Linked DNA regions of Sus scrofa: region 1 is linked to region 2. A link is a contact called in public HiChIP or PLAC-seq data. All regions are on one chromosome and are shown on one strand. Each heading gives the region's core, a stretch centred on a gene start, on an enhancer-like site or on the middle of the called end of the contact. The rest is flanking DNA. Distances are from core to core; before and after follow the strand shown.

Region 1 (2,762 bases), core at 241-2,740, 120 kb after region 2:
ATCAAAGAAGATGCTGGAATAGTCAAATAAAAAGGATTTTATTAGGAAGGTAATACAAGGAAATATCATTTGACCTCGGCTTCCAGGGAGGAGTGGGCAGTTTACCGGTTTAGAGAGGAGAGGCACCGTGAAGCTGAGGTAGTCCCAGAAAAGGCGGAAGCAAACAGGAAACCTCCTTGGCTTCCTCCTTACTCTAAGATCCAAGATTTAGAAGCTAAGGGTCCCACCGTGTAGATGGTCGGATTCTGAGCTGGCGGCGCTGCAGTTCTGACTTCCCAGTGTAGGATAGCGGTGGAGGGGGCTCGGCAGGATTGAGGATCAGCCTTCCGGAGCGGACCCCGGAGCTGAAGGCTTTATGTCGGAATCGACCAATGGGATGCCGGCACCCAGTTGCCAAGGCTACGGAGGGTGGCCGAGCAGAGGCGGGGCCTGGATGCCAGGGGCGGGGTCTGGGCGGGGCTTATATAAGCGGGCTGCGGGCAGAAGGCGGGGCGTGGGGTCAGTGGCTGCTGGGCGGGCGGGGCGCAGGCCGCGGGGCCCGAGCCTGGGGGAGCGAGCGAGCGGAGGCGCAGAGGATCCGATTCACTCGCTGGGGAGACCTATGGGCCGAAGCCGTGTAAATGCGTTTTAAGGCGAGTGCGGGGAGTGGCTCGGGGAGCCTGGGGAGCGGGCGCTCGCGGCTCCAGTGCTGACCTGCTCCCCGGCCCCTCTTGCCTCCTCTCAGCAGGGGCCTCGGCTCCGCAACTGCCACTCCTTCTCGGGGTGTTGCACAAGTTTCGAGGTTACCGGTGACCCCCCCTAGCAGCGCGCCTGGTTCTGGCCCCCGCGAAGGAGGACGGGGCTTGGTAAGCGGACCTCGGAGGGCGGGACCTCGGCCCTGCACTCAGGAAGGCTCACCTGGGCAGAATTTCAGCCTTGGGTTCTTGCCTGGGAGCCCGGGACCCCCACCCACCAGGTGGAACCCCCATGCACGCTTAGAATACTAGCATGTCAGGACCAGCCCGACCCCCATTTCGAAACGGTGAAACTGAGGCTCCGAGAGGGAACGAGGCGTACCCAAGGTCACGCGGCAAGAGAGCAGACCCTAACCTCAGTTCTCGAGTGGAGACTCCTAGGTGGGGCCAAGCGCAGCCACTTCAGGTGGGCGTGGTCAGGATGGCGGGAGGCACCTGGAAATTTACCTACTCGGCTTTCCTGCTCCTTTCTCTCTCTTTCTTTCCCTTTTACTAAAACTCGAATTTCAGAACTGGAAAAGATCACCAAAACAATTCGTCCATTTTACAGATGGGGGACTGAGGCTCAGAGAGGCAATGACATCTAGACAGATAATGCCTTGTCCCGGTCCAGGATTCTTACTCGTCCCAGCTAACCTAAGCTCCCCAGGCTTGTGCTGAGGGCAGGGTGTGACAGGACGAGGCGCCCTGGCCTGGGGAGGTGAGGGGCGCAGCCAAGGCCAGGCCCCCAGCGGCCCCCTCACTCTCCCCCGCAGTGTGTTGCATACTTTCTAAGGCGGCCGGAGGCATCGGCAGCTCCATCCAGCCCACCGGCTCCTCCTCCTCGGCATGGCTGGCTACCTGAGTGAAACGGACTTTGTGATGGTGGAGGAGGGCTTCAGCACCCGAGACCTGCTGGAGGAGCTCACTCTGGGGGCCTCACAGGCCACCACGGTGAGGGTCTGGGAGTGGGGGGGTGGGCCCTCTGTTCCCCCAGCAGGCCCAGCTGCCCCTTAGGGCCCTCATCTTCTTTCACTTATTTGGTATTCAGTCCTTGGTATTTGCGAGAGGCTCATTTTATCTCCAAATTCCTGGTCCTTGCCCCTAAACCTGCCCCTCCTGTGTCCCCCGCCTTCATAAACACACCACCATCACCTGCCCAGCCCTCTAAGTCAGGAACCTGGGAGTCCTTACATCCCCCTCCCACAGCTGGGCACCACTAAGCTCTGTGGATTCGGCCTCCTTAAATTACCCTGCCATGTGCGCTTCTGGAATTTCACTTGGTAGTTTAGGCCTCATATCTCTAAAGGCTCCCTAATCTTTTCTTTCCCTCACTTCACTCCTTTCAACTTTATCATAGCTCTGCTCAAAATCAGAATTCTTGGGAGTTCCCATTGTGGCTTAGTGGGTTAAGAACCCAACTAGTATCCATGAGGACGCCGGTTCTATCCCTGGCCTCGCTCAGTGGGTTAAGGTTCCGGTGTTGCTGTGAGCTGTGCTCTGGGTTGCAGATGCAGCTTGGATCTGGCATTGCTGTGGCTGTGGCATACGTATGGCAGCAGCTACAACTCTGATTTGACCCCTAGCCTGGGAACTTCCATATGCCACAGGTTCGGCCCTAAGAGGCAAAAAAATAAAATGAAATAAATTTAAAAAATAAAATAAAAATAATAATAATAATCAGAATTCTTCGGCAGTTTCCCTCTGCCGACAGGATCCAAGTCAGAACCCTCTGCCTTCATAGCCCCATGTCTGACTTTTCCCACAGTATATATTATCTTCCATCAGAGCTGGGCCAGTCTACTCATATTTTCCAGTGATTCCACGTGCTCCACCATCACTCCTTTGCCCAGGCTTCTCCCTGGAACACCCATCTCCCAGCCTCTCTTTCTTACCTACTTTCATTCATTGCTTATTACTCATCTGGGTCACCTTTTCCTGATTACCCCAGGCAGATTTTGTATTTTCCTCCTCCATAGCCCCCACTGCATTTTGTAGAAACTCCTGTTTAGTATTTACTGAATGGGCTTGTAATTGCTTAAAGGGTTA
Region 2 (2,775 bases), core at 101-2,600:
AATGGATTAGGATAAGCTTAGGTTTTTCAGTCTCTGGTCCAGAATTCTAGGCTTTTTTTTTTTAGATGGCATCCATAATCCCCCTTATTTCTTCTTATTCCTGCAGGAGAAAAAAAAAATGGGCCTTCTTCACCTAAAGCATCATCAGTACACTGTCTCACTTAACCTTTACAATTTTGTAACTGGGATTAGGATTTCCATTCTGGCCAAGTGAAAACACACTCAGAGTAAGTAGCCCAAGTCTCACAGAAGTGGAGTCCAGATAAGAATACATACAGGCTTGGCTGCAAATTCCCGCCCCTCCAAAAAAACTTCCTTGATTTTATTCAAGTTAATGGCTCTCTTAATGAGAACTACAAGTCTGGAGTTGATATTTTGCATTTCAGAGATTTCCATATTGCCTGCCCCTTTTCCCACCAGGTTCCCTTTTTCACACAAAGACATCCCTCTCAGGCACTTTCTTCCAGAGACCCAAAGTCCACTAGCAGCACTTCCTGTCCCAGGTGCAGGGCAACGTGCTAAGTCTGGCTGCGGTGCCCAAGAGATAAGAATTCTCCAAGTTGGCTGTTGTCCAGATGCATCATCCTCATGGTAGTAACACACAGGCCAGGAAGACAAAGAGCAGGTGCATCTGTGAAAGGAAACAGAAAGCCATCTGGTCCTCAGAAAAAGAATGTTTTCAATTCTTCCTCTGGGCCCAGAGCTGAGGTGACAGAGAAGTTTGGCACTGGAAGCTCCAAAAATACTGAGAGCTGGGGAAATTAGGGATATGAGACAGTACCTAACTCACTCAGTCACAAAGTAAATTACTGCCAGATTTGAAATCTCGCATCAGGTCTCATGAATCTTTTAATTTTTCTGCTATATTACGTATGAGCATTACTTTCTAAGGCCATTATTCTAGACAAAGCCAAAATCCCAAGTAGTACTTAGCTCAATTCTGACAAATTTATAAGATCAGATAAAATTAAATATGTTGTGATTTTGATGGCATGTCTCTTCTCTCCTTTCATTACAAATTCTAGTCAGATTCTTGAGTCACTCTTACTCAAACTAGATTGGCAAAACTAGAAAGTTTTTGGAATAGGAAATGTGTCCCTGAGCATTAACAAACACCTAGGTTACTGCTTGGTGATTATGCAGAATAGGTACATTTCTTCCTCCTGTAAGAATATTGTTTCCCAAGTTATAACCACTCAATATTACTGGGATTTCTGAAGAGCCACTGGAACTGACACCCCTTCTCTCCTCTAAAGAACATTTCTCGTAATGACTATAATGCAGAAAAGGGCAATTAACAGGAAAACTGCGCAGCTGCCTCTAGAGGGCAAACAAGGCTCATTTTAATTTAGAGCTTCTCTATCTGGCTAACTCAGCTAATTCTTTAGTCTGACTACACAGTCCAAAACAAGCCTGGCTTTGCTTCCTGTCATGCTAGGAGTCACTGCAGTAGGATGACTCCATTGCAATGTGGTTAGAATACATCCTTCTTCCTGGGATTAGGGAAACTCAGATCTAGAGATAGTTAAAGACATAGTGGTCTGTTTCAAACACTTGGCTCTGGAGGACTACCCAAGCCAAGGAAAATGAGAGGAGTTGAATTACAACAGAAATTTTTATTAAAATGTGTCCTTCAGTAATATGTTAGCATACATACAATATACACACATACATCTGTACACTCTTTGACACACCTCACGGATTGCCACCATCAGTTTAACCAATAAATTAAAACTAAAAAAGAGTGGGGGGGTGTGGGAGTGGGACTAGGGCAAAGTTTCCATGTTTTATCTGGTAAGAAATTGCAAATTCCTTAGAATTTTCCTGGGGAAAACCTATGACAAGAGAATCTCTGAAATAAAATACATAAATCCCTGCCCGCCCCCCGCCCCCCCAAAGACGTCAAAAGATGCAGTTACAAGTGTGCTTCTCAGAACAGGAGCATTCATTCCACTTCATACTCTGGCTTCTGCATCTTCCAGCTTCAAGACAGTCTTCCCCTCAGCTGGGGCAGAGAGGTTCCTATGGGCACTTGGGCTCGGTGCACCTGGGGCTCTGGGTGTCGAGGGACAGGCTGCGGCCTGGGGGTGAGGGGAGCCACACTCATCTGAGGTGATGTCTGGCACATCATCTGATTGCGTATCAGAGCTCTCCAGGTCACTGCGGATGCTCTCGGGCTGGGCCAGGCTGATGTCCCAAGCTTTGTTGGCCAGGCAGTCTTTCTGTTCACAGCTTTGGTGTTTGCAGGGGGGATCCTCTTCATTGTTGCCACCACTACTACCACCTTCTTCTTCATTCTCCACCATCTGAGCATGAACATGGAGTGAGTCCTCCGTGCTGCTTCCACTCACCAGCTGGTAGTGGCTTGGTTTGGCTTCAATGTCCACTTGGATTTCCATATTGTTGCATTCTCTGTGGAGACAAAATCCACTTTGCTGAATCATGCATGGGTCATGCTATACCTGTTGGTAAAAGCAGTTTGTGGGTTCAAGATTAGAAAGTCCAAAAACATAGGTAAATAGTAGACTAGAGCTCACTTTTAAAAATAAAATTACCCTAACACTCAAATAAGATGGAGAAGAACAACTAGATTTTTTTTGTTGATTTTAAATATGCACACAAATATACACCTCTGCCTATTAAAAAAGCAACTAAAAACGAGCTTCTAAAATTCAACTAAGGGTCAGAGTCTTACACTATCTTATACTCAAAATATGAAAGTGAAGGAAAAGTCGTAACTTTTTATTTCTTTGCCACAATTAGAAAAAACCAGGA

Evidence for each region. HiChIP or PLAC-seq counts read pairs in DNA pulled down with a chosen protein or histone mark.
Region 1: an H3K27ac HiChIP or PLAC-seq map of alveolar macrophages shows a contact between it and region 2. The contact joins the promoter of AZIN2 here to the enhancer-like site in region 2. A contact is called at or near these places in 3 of 5 promoter capture datasets (fetal skeletal muscle, liver and skeletal muscle), 20 of 47 Hi-C or Micro-C datasets (alveolar macrophages, blood, embryonic fibroblasts and 12 more) and 2 of 2 datasets of contacts at active chromatin or transcription factors (alveolar macrophages and skeletal muscle).

What each region holds. Positions count from the first base shown.
Region 1 is chr6:89,345,370-89,348,131 of Sscrofa11.1, forward strand. AZIN2 (antizyme inhibitor 2) reads left to right here and starts at 1,491. Exons shown (of 11, transcript NM_001123193.2): 1 at 1,491-1,667. The coding sequence starts at 1,563.
Region 2 is chr6:89,224,086-89,226,860 of Sscrofa11.1, forward strand. RNF19B (E3 ubiquitin-protein ligase RNF19B) reads right to left here. Exons shown (of 10, transcript XM_005665197.3): 9 at 1,920-2,412; 10 at 1-631. The coding sequence ends at 1,956. Among named protein-coding and RNA genes, the nearest start is that of TMEM54, 22 kb to the left of the region's middle. Within about 2 kb of position 1,351, at least 13 of the 83 cell types and tissues checked have an H3K27ac peak or open chromatin away from gene starts, as enhancers often do. A contact at or near this core is called in alveolar macrophages and embryonic fibroblasts, where this site is marked.